3 separate regions of the Zea mays genome follow, and all the other regions are linked to region 3. The links are chromatin contacts, called in public Hi-C maps. All regions are on one chromosome and are shown on one strand. Each heading gives the region's core, a stretch centred on a gene start, on an enhancer-like site or on the middle of the called end of the contact. The rest is flanking DNA. Distances are from core to core; before and after follow the strand shown. Region 1 holds the start of LOC100272928. Region 2 holds the start of LOC103627575 (probable protein phosphatase 2C 26). Region 3 holds the start of LOC100272406.

Region 1 (3,570 bases), core at 408-2,907, 290 kb after region 3:
GGCATCATTCCATGTTTGAGCATTTGTCATAACAGCGTTTCAACTAATAATGCACGTCCTGCCGTTACCTGCTTTTGGAAGAACGTGAGCTTGTCTGGCCACAACGAGAAGACCAGTGGTTTCCCTACTAGCTTGGACAGGAAATAACAGGAAGAAGCACCGGCAGTGGCAGCAAAGATCACCAGGGCTAGACCACCGAGCTGCCCAAAGAGGGCCCCGGCAAGCAGGGACATGAAAATGGTCCCTGGGATCATGAACGTCTGCATGAATATGTACACGGCACAGTAGCCCACCAGCACCTGGATGGTGTAGTCACTGCTGTAGCCCTCCAGATGGACACTGCAAGGCAGGAGATCCACTTTCCACAGTTAGAGACATTGGAACTGAAACATACATAATCCTACAGAAACATATTGGCAACACTCTGAACTCATACCGACTACCGAGTAACAGATGCTCGATTGTACTGACAGATGATAACTTCATCAGGAAACAAAGATGTACCGAGACTTTACTGCTGAACTGACAAAAAAGAATCAAAACTGTAGCGCTGTATTCTACATTTACTGGTGATCTGACCTTACAAATATCAGCGACTTCAACATTTGTTAACTTATAAATGATGACAAGGAAGATGTGCTCACGTGTGTACGCAAGAGTACAACGTGCTGTGTGAGCTAACAGAAAGGCACGCACGGACACACCACAAAACACGCTGTGAACAGGTTCAAAACATACGACACGGACAGTTACAGCTGGTCAGAAACCAAATATCGAAAAGAAAGGATTGCAAACTCCACCGACCCCGAAAATTACGGAATTTATTATTTTTTTCAATGAATGAAGGGGACCACACACAACAAAGTGCATGAACCTACTTGGATTTGGATAAACATGTTATAAATTCGCATTCTACCTATACTGTATTGCTGAATAATATAACTTGGCCATATTAAACATGACAAGGAGCACAGCAGTTTTTTTTTTTTGCTACAAGATACGCCTACACTGGCAATCTACCAATGCGACCCAACAAAGAACAGCTTGAAGATCGCATATCTGTTTGTCTTGCTAGACTGACGGGTTAATTAGAACGGTCGAAGTAGGATTTAGGCCATTTGTTAAGCTTTAAATCACAAAAGGGAGGAAAACAAAACAATTCTAAAATTTAAACAAAAGTGAAAAATTGGCTTGGGCCTTGAGGGTATCAAATTAGATCAAATAACGAATGGAGAGGGTTGGATTACGTGAGGACTTGGAGCTCCTGGAGGTTGCGGGGGAGCTTGAGGAAGCTGTAGTCGGAGCGAGGCATGGAGATGTAGACGCCAGCCAGCCCCGCAGCGAAGACGGCAGCCACGCCAGCGAGCAGCGCCGCTTCCCACACCGGGAACCCGTCATCCCTCGCCATCTCGTCCTCTTCCTCCTCCCCTCTTCCAACTGCGAACTCTAGCGTGGTTTGGCCGCTAGGCGAGGTCGCGAGCTTGCGGGGGGAACGAGCTAGAACTACAGGCCAGACCGCCAGGGAACGAGATCCTCTGACGTGGGGGTGGTCACTGCCGCGTGGCCCCCGCGTGCGACAGGGCCCGCGCGCAGTGACCCTACTGCCCCTGCAGTACGTCAGAGGAACCGGCTCCGACCGCCAGAGGAGAGGGGGGAACAAGAGGTAGGGGAGGAGACAGGACAGTGGAGACCGCCGTAGCCTTATATACTAGACTTCAGTCACAATTCTCTTCCCTGTCTGGTCGATTTGAAGAAACGCCGAGATTTTGGAATAACCACTTCTCCTATATTCCTATATTTCACTTCTCTATATTCTTATAATTAGCTAATTAGTACAATTAAATTGTTGTTTTTATAATTTACGAATTGTCTTTATATCATGACATATCAAATACTGTACTTGTCTAACTATAGAAATAATTGTTAATTGCTTTTGTGCCGACGTAAATTAGATTTTGTTGGGTCTATACTTTTATCTAACAGGTTTTCAATTCTTAAAAGTTAAAGCTGCAGAATATACCTACATAAAATACAACGAACCGAATCTATAACTTTAACTAGGTATATGCCCGTGCGTTGCAACGGGCAATACTAATGCATGCATAGGTCATTGTTTAGTGAGGTAATCAACCGGCAGGGTGACACTTGTGTATGTATAGATCATTGATCATTGTTTAGTGATGTTATCAACCAAACTTCATGCGTCGGGTCGACATGCGAGGGAGGTGACATTGGGAGGCAGGCTCGGGGGGGACGGGGCGTCGGGTGTGTGGGACCACGAATTGCGTCGGGAGGTAGATTGGAGGGCGTTAGGTGGATGGAGGCCGTGACATGTGGAACGTGGCGCGGTTAGAGCGAGAGGCGGGAAGAGGCGGAGGAGGCCGGGTGTGGACAGTTCTGGCAAAGTGGCCTTAGGCGAGTCGTGACTGCGTCTGCTACCCGAGCTTGGCCTCGGATGAGTCGTACTGCGTCTGCTGCCCGGGCTTGGCCTCGGATGAGTCGTGACTGCCTGTCCCGCTCGGGCTTGGCCTCAGATGAGTCGTGATTATGTCTCCCGCTCGAGGGTGTTCTCAGGAGAGTCATGACTGCGTCTCCCGCTGGGCTTGGCCTTGGGCGATTCTTGACAGCCTCTCCCGCCCGAGAGTGGTCTCGAGCGAGTCATGACTGTGTATCCCACCGGAGGATGGCCTCAGGCGAGTTGTGACTACTTGTCTTGTCGGAGGTTGGCCTTGGACCAGTCGTGACTGTCTATCCCACTCGCAGATGGCCTCGAGCGAGTCATTACTTCCTGTCCCGCCCGCAGATGGCCTCAGGCGAGTTGTGACTATCTGTCCCACCTGAGGATGGCCACAGACGAGTCGTGACTACGTCTCCCGCCAGGGGTTGCCCTTGGGCGAGTCATGACTGCATGTGCCACCCGAGGGTGGCCTCAGGCGAGTCGTGACTGACTGTCTAGCCAGGGCTTGGCCTCGGTTGAGTCGTGACTGCGTCTCCCGTTGGGGGTTGGCCTCGGGCAAGTCGTGACTGCCTGTCTCGTCCGAGAATGGCCTCAGGCGAGACGTGGTTGCCTGTCTCACTCAGGCTTGGCCTCGGACGAGTCGTGATTGTGTCTCCCGCCTGAGGGTGGCCTCGGGCGAGTCGTAACTGTCTCTCCCCCTGAGGATGGCCTCGACTGAATCGTGACTGCCTCTCCCACCCAGTGTTGCCCTTGGGCGAATCATTACTGCCTTTCCTGCCCGGGGTTGCCTCAGGCGAGTCATTACTGCCAGTACCACACGGGGTTGTCCTCGGGCGAGTCGTGTCTGCTTGTCCCGCCTGAGGGTGGCTACAGGAGAGTCGTGGCTGCTTGTCCCACCTGGGCATGGCCTCAGGTGACTCGTGCCTATGTCTCCTGCCCAAGAGTGTCCTAGGACAAGTCGTGACTGTTTGTCCGGTGTAGGCTTGGCCTCAAGTGAGTCGTCACTGCCTCTCCCACCCGAGAGTGGCCTCGGCCAAGTCGTGATTGCGTCTCTCGCCTGGGCTTGGTCTCAGGCGACTTGTGACTGCCTGTCCCATCTAGGCATGGCCTTG
Region 2 (3,692 bases), core at 455-2,954, 410 kb before region 3:
ACAATGGGAACGCAGTTCGGCACACTGAATTTTGACTTGCCAGGTGCCCTCAGAGATCAGAATCCAATGCTCCCTGACGGCCTGACCCCCTCTCGCTGTCTTTCGCCCCCTCCCCCCTACTACACTCACGTGAAACATCCTGTGGAAGTCTTCTGTTCCTCCGTTTGCCCATGTTTTTGTCCTTTGTTTGTTGTTGGTGCCGTTGCGCTGACAGCTGGGTTTGGAAGAGTGAAATACGTTGTTCAAATTAGTTAGTTGCTCGCATATTACTATGGTTTTATATCATGTATGTAAATCTTACTTAAATAAGTTTTTTATTAAAACACGATTCTATTTTTTAGTTTTAAATTATTAGCATATATATTTACAATATCTATTTTATAGAAGCCAAACTCTTTATATCAAGTGAGTAGGGTTCAAATCCGCTATATCCTATTTTTTGGATATTCTATGTGGGAGGATAAATTTATTCGACCGCTAACGCACGAAGAAACTCACGCTTAAATGTAGTAGAGAGGTATTTATTTAAGCAGAGATATTGAAGGCTGAAATCTGGTAGCGTAGAACCTACTCATTTCGTTCTTAAATTATTTTTTATTAAACCACTATAAAATATCTTGATGACTCCCAATTTCTAGGAATACTTTAAACAAACAGTTTAGCAAAACTAAAATATGTACAATACATTTAAGAGTATGACAAATATATATAAAAAATAAAATTTTTTTAATATAGGTATTTATATATAAAGAACTTGATTTAGAGGACGTGTTGTTGGAGACGAAGAATATAGAGTACACAATATAAATTCTATGATGAGATAGGAGTTAGAAAATAAAGCTGAAAAAGCCTAAGGCCCCGTTCGGCAGGCCAGCGTCCAAACCAGGCCAGGATCGAAAGCAGCCCAGGATCAAGTGATACATGTGTTATCACTAATTCCTGGTCACTAGTCCAGGAACCAATCCAGGAGGTAGCTCACCAGGACTCGTTCCAGACTAAGAATTGAGCGAAAGGAATTCAAATCAGGTGGGTCTGTTTCTGGTCCAGATTAAAACGAACGGCTCTAGTAGACTGGGCCGGATTCTAAGCCGGGTTGATTCATCCCGCCCGGAAAGAGGCCGGGAATAGGCCGTTCCAGCCGAAACGAACGACGCCTAAACCGTATCCTTGTCAAACGCAGGCACACTTTGTAAACCGTGCCTGACATTTTTCTTTGAGACCGACGAGGAGCCCACTAGGGCGCCGGTCATCCAGTTCGAGGTCCCTAGGCTCTAGCTGGCCCGCCAAAGCCATCCAATTTGCCGCGCCACCGCGCGAATTTACTCATATGCCCCTGGGTGGAGTCCCATCTGCCGTAATTAAACCGAGTACGGGTGGCAGACTGGAAGGACAAGCGTTGACTTAATGACTACTCTCCCCTCCGCAGTCCGCACCCTCCACGTCAACACCGCGCCGCCACGTCACTGCTTCCCCTTTCTGCTCTCTACAGCCGTGCAGCGTGAGGAAGGCGGGTGCGGTTGCGCCGCTGCGGACAAAACGACCACACACAAGGCCACAACCACAAGTCCACAACCATACAAGCTCCACCTGGCAGCTGGCACGGCGCTCTTCCGGTCTCCCGGGGCTCGGCTCGTGTCTTGAATTTTTTTGCATGGGAAACATTGAGGAAGACTGATTTTGTCAAACGGACCCCGTGGCCACTGCAACTGCCAACTGCAAGTCATCGCTCACGGCGCACTCGCGCACGGCGCACTCTTCGGCTCCTCCCCTCCTCGGCAGTGCGGCACTGCGGCGTATACTAGTAATAAAAAGGTACTCGGTCTCGGAGTAGCTTGGCGAGTGCTCCACATCGTCTGCTTGGCTGCTTTCCACCGCCGGAGACGGAGTGTCGGATGCCATGGGCAGCGGCGCGTCGCGGCTGCTCACCGCGTGCGCGTGCTCGCGGCCGCCGCCGGCGCCAGCGGACGACGGGCCGTGCCTGGACGACGCGCTCGGCCACTCCTTCTGCTACGCCGCCAGCTCCGCCGCCGCCGCCGCCGCGGGCCATTCGTCATCCTTCCGCCACGCCATCTCCGGCGCCGCGCTCTCCGCCAACTCCTCAGTGCCCGTGCCGATCTACCAATCCTCCGTCGCCGGCGGCATGCCGCCGCAGTACCACTCCGCGTTCCACACTTCCTCGTCGTTCTCCTCCGCGCCGCTGCAGCTATCCAACCTCTCCTCGGGGCCGCTCTTCCTCTCCGGGCCCATCGACCGCGGCGCCCAGCTCTCCGGCCCGCTCGACCAGGCCGTGCCCTTCTCGGGCCCGCTCCCCGCGAAGCCCACCAAGCCCGCTCGCCCCTCGTCGTCGCGAGGGTTCTCGAGGAGGTTCAGGAAACCCTCGTTCGGCAGCCTGCGGCGGAGCATCTCGGAGAAGAACCGACCATGCGTCGTGCCGCTCCGCCGGGAGGACGGCGTTCAGTGGGCGCACGGCCGCGCCGGGGAGGACAGGGTCCACGTGGTTGTCTCCGAGGATCAGCGCTGGCTTTTCGTCGGCATCTATGACGGCTTCAACGGCCCCGAGGCCCCGGACTTCCTGGTCGCTAATCTCTACCGCTTCCTGCTGCGCGAGCTCCGTGGGATCTTCTACAAAGAGGCCGATCCGGAATCCAAGCGACTGTGGCAGTTCCTGGCGGATGGCGAGGACGAGGATAGCGAACTCGACTTCTCGGGCTCCGGCCGGTTCGCGCTATCGCTTGCCAGGCTCAAGGAGCAGAGGCATCCCTTGTGGGCCCATGCGGCCGCCGCTGGCGATGGTCAAAGCGGCAGGGAGTGGGGAGTTAAGAGGTTGACGGCCGCACCGGCGGTGAGGGATCACAGGGCGGTACTGAGCGCACTGGCCCGGGCGCTAGCTACGACGGAGTCGGCGTACCTGGACATGACCAGTCAGTCAATGGGATCCCACCCAGAGCTGGCAGTGACCGGAGCTTGCCTGCTCGTGGTCCTGTTGAGGGATGACGACGTGTATGTAATGAACCTTGGGGATAGCCGTGCCATTGTGGCGCAGCGACGGGACGACGAAGATTGCTTGATTGGGAGCATTCCGGTGGAGGACATTGGTGTGGGCTTGGAGATCGAGACAAGGATCCCTGGGTATTCGGCAATTGGGCTCGAGGCATTGCAGCTGTCGACTGATCATAGCACGAGCGTTGAAGAGGTAACCTTTTTGCAGACATAGCTGAATTGATGCATAGTGCTAAATTGCTAATGCATTTGTGCATCTACTGAGTTTACTGAAAAGATGAGCTTGCATCATATAAAAAAAATATTCAAACACATTTTTTGTTATCCTGGTTGAACATGCCCTCTGGTAGCTTCTGTGAATACATGTGCAGTATGTGGACTGGCCTGTTCAACAGCATGGTTTTACAATCGGCAGACCATTTTTCTTTTGGAGTTATGAATTTATATATCGTGGGATAGTATGAGTGGATGTGAAGCATCATAAGTGTTTTAATCTATGAATTCTTTCTGCATATGAACTCATGTTCTTTTGTGTTGATGTGCAGGAAGTGCAGAGGATCAGACGCGAACATCCAGATGATGATCAGTGTGTTGTTAATGATAGAGTGAAAGGTCGTCTAACAGTTACCCGTGCATTTGGTGCTGGGTATCTCAAACAGGTAAAGAGACTGTAGGTTGATTGTTATGAAAGG
Region 3 (3,406 bases), core at 205-2,704:
CAAAAACATATTTATTTCTTCAAATAAGATCATAACAGAAATATATTCTATAATTAGTCAAATAATATATATTCGGTAGTATAAGTGTTATTATTTTTTATATAGATTTATTAAATTTAAAAATATTTAACTTCTCGAATATATATATATATATATATATATATATATATATATATATATATATATATATATATATATATATATATATATATATATATATATATATATATAGGCTAGCGGACTGGCTCTTTTATTGACGGTGTTTTAAGTGTCTAACGTTAAATTTTAGGGCATGGTTTCCACATGCATGTACTTAATAAGCTTCAAAGGTGAACTGCATTGCACACTTGCCGGCTTGACGCATTGTTTGCTAGCCTGTCTCTCTGGTCATACTACAAGATTAGCTGAAAAGCTGCGCAGATTCTCGCCGGACAGTATACTAATCGGATGCTGTCATTTGGGGGTTCGTCGGCACGTCCCGTGTCCTCTAGCTGCCAGCCGCACCTTTTTGCCATGTGTGCTTGCATGTACTGTCTCGAATCCGTTGCACGTACGTACGTATGCATTGTGAGTAAACAGGGGGGGGGGGGGGGGGGGGGGGGTCACCCCGCCCCGCCAGCAAACGCGCGCGCGCATGTCCCGGTACGGTGTCCCCGTAGCCTGGACAAGGACAACGTCACCGTAGGTACTATGCATGGTAAAATCAGGGCGAGTACGGCGTGAATGAATCAATGTCGACAAACAGCTATAGCTAGCGCGTGTGTCCGAGAAGTTTAGCCGAGCCCTGAATTCGTGGGCTGGTGATTGGTGTGGTCGATGCATGATTGACCGCTCTAGGACTTACGGTACCCTCCGACCTCGCGTAGCACTAGCACTAGCACAGAAGTAGTGCAAGCCAACGTTGTTACTCATGTGACCTGCTGCTTTCTCTATACTGTTAATCCATGTGACCTTGGTACTTACCACTGTCTCCAGCTGCTGCATCTCGTGTGATGGATTGGTCCTCTAATCCTCTTCACGGGCATAACCGGTCTGGTTCTCAGTTCCTTGTAGTATTGCACAGTACGTGCAGGCAGCTGGCAGTGGCACCTCATTAATCCTGGTGCTAATTGTCCTAGTCGCGCCATTAATCTCCCAGCTGAGACTAACACCACCATATTCACCGTACCATCTCTGACCTTTCTTGCAGTTGCAGCTAGCTCCTCCACGGTTCTTTTTCTGAGCTCTGCTAGTCTGCTACCCTACCCAACACGGCGCGGCGTAGGGCGTAGCACATAAAAAGAACGCAGCTTTTGGCCACATTTGATGCCCATGAGTCACTGTTGGCGCTGCCGATTTGCCGAAGCCACGGCTAGTAGCTCCTCCACCTACATGCATCCACTGTTCGTCTTCGTCGCCTCAAACCTTATCCTTCCCCCCGGCCCGTATACTCAGCCCACCACTAGGGAGAGAAAGAAACATACGCATGCCACCAACGCAAGGACCTCAGATCCTCAGATACGCATCAGTTGGCACCAGCGGCAAAGCTGCGGCGGCGAAGAGCGATAAGTAGTAGACCGGGGGGCGGTGCGGCGTGCAGCGCGCTAATAGGCGAACCCCGCACGCAGACGCAGGCGCAGCTAGCTTCGCAACAAGTAAACGATACCTCGCGTCGCCAAGAGCTTACCGACACCGAGAAGCAGCCACGCGCTCGCGGAGCTAGAGCTAGAGCCTAGAGCTAGAGCGCGAGAGCGACCGTCGGCCACTCGCCATGTCGGCGCTAGTGGACGCGCTGTGCGCGCCGCCCAGCGACACCGCGCTCGTCTACGACACCTTCAACGCGGCCAACTTCCTCTTCGACGCCGCCGCGTTCTGTGACGGCGCCGGCATTGTCGCCGCCCCGGCGTCCGCGCACCAGGCGCCCGTGGAGGCGCAGGCAGCGACGACGTCGGCGGCGCCGACGACGACGGCTAGGGCCAGGAAGCGGCGGCGGCGGCCGAGGAGCTGCAAGTCCAGGGAGGAGACCGAGACCCAGCGGATGACGCACATCGCCGTCGAGCGCAACCGCCGCCGCCAGATGAACGAGTACCTCGCCGCGCTCCGCTCCATCATGCCGGAGGCCTACGTCCAGAGGGTACGCGCGCGCGCAGCAAGAGGACACCGTCTCGTGTCAAGCGTGTTCCTTTCTTCTGTTCTCTACCTGTTCTTCCAGTGTTCGACGACACAGGAAGAAAGCGACGGCGGAGCAACCGTGGCGGGGAATGTTTCTTCTCCCGAAAGAGACCCGCCACTTTCGAGTTTCATGCAATGCAATGCAATGCCTCCCCTTTTTCTAGGTCAAACGTGACTATTTTACGCCTGCCATTCACTACCTACCTTTAAGCCTTTAATTCTCTTCACTGTTGGATTTCTTTGTTCAGTCTTGGCGGGGGCACCAACAAACCATGCATTAATGTGTCCCCCTCTCTTCCATTGACTTATCTCTCGCTCTTGCAGAGAATAACTCCTCCTCTCTTCCATTCAATGCTCCTTGATGTAGTAGTAGTAGTAATAACTCCTGCTGGCTCCATGGTCCAATTCCTGACAAAACTAACGGTTCCGGAAACATTCGCAGGGCGACCAAGCTTCCATCGTCGGAGGGGCAATCGAGTTCGTGAAGGAGCTGGAGCAGCAGGTCCAGTGCCTCGAGGCGCAGAAGCGGAAGCTGCTGGTTCACCAGCGCGTGGCGGCGGCGAAGCCTGCAGACGCGACGCCAATGCGCGCCAGCAGCAGCGGCGCCAGGGCCTGCTGCGCGGATTCGGCGGCGGCGGCGGCGACGACGAGCAACTGCAGCAGCGGCTTGACGACGGAGGACGCGGCGGCGGACCACGCGCTGCCGCCGCCCCCGTTCGCGCAGTTCTTCACGTACCCGCAGTACGTGTGGTGCCACTCGGCGGCGCGCGACCCCGCGGAGGAGGAGGACGGGCGGCGGTCAGGGGTGGCCGACGTCGAGGTGACCCTGGTGGAGACGCACGCCAGCGTCCGAGTGATGACGGCGCGGCGGCCCGGGCAGCTGCTCAGCCTGGTCACCGGGCTGCAGGCGCTCCGCCTCGCCGTGCTCCACCTCAGCGTCGTCACCGCGCTGGACGCCCTGGTCCTCTACACCACCAGTGTCAAGGTACATAACTGTACTAAAAAAGTAAGTTTTGATTCATTCCTGCGCTTTTTTTTTGTTGTTGATGGAGTAGGACAAGGATTTTGCATTGAACACAAACCGATGCACAAGCACAAGTTTCCTCCCTATAAACTGCAGGGATCTTGCACGACGAATCAAGCGATTCTTTTCTAGCAGCAAAGTTTGCGCGCGTCTCTTTCTCTCCACGAACATCATTTAGGGACCATGAGGTCTCTCTCTGCACGAACTAAAAATCAATAGAAAATCGATAGG

Evidence for each region. A called contact is a pair of places that touch in the nucleus more often than the background predicts.
Region 1: a contact with region 3 is called in a Hi-C map of tassel, with 2.6 times the contacts expected there. The contact joins the promoter of LOC100272928 here to the promoter of LOC100272406 in region 3. A contact is called at or near these places in 2 of 25 Hi-C or Micro-C datasets (leaf and tassel).
Region 2: a Hi-C map of tassel shows a contact between it and region 3, with 4 times the contacts expected there. The contact joins the promoter of LOC103627575 here to the promoter of LOC100272406 in region 3. A contact is called at or near these places in 3 of 25 Hi-C or Micro-C datasets (ear, leaf and tassel).

The regions. Positions count from the first base shown.
Region 1 is chr5:206,943,037-206,946,606 of Zm-B73-REFERENCE-NAM-5.0, forward strand. It overlaps LOC100272928, which reads right to left and starts at 1,658. Exons shown (of 4, transcript NM_001147380.1): 1 at 1,248-1,658; 2 at 69-339. The coding sequence starts at 1,408.
Region 2 is chr5:206,235,506-206,239,197 of Zm-B73-REFERENCE-NAM-5.0, forward strand. LOC103627575 (probable protein phosphatase 2C 26) reads left to right here and starts at 1,705. Exons shown (of 5, transcript NM_001357211.1): 1 at 1,705-3,193; 2 at 3,372-3,458; 3 at 3,546-3,659. The coding sequence starts at 1,898.
Region 3 is chr5:206,650,101-206,653,506 of Zm-B73-REFERENCE-NAM-5.0, forward strand. It overlaps LOC100272406, which reads left to right and starts at 1,455. Exons shown (of 3, transcript NM_001146884.1): 1 at 1,455-2,113; 2 at 2,594-3,136. The coding sequence starts at 1,751.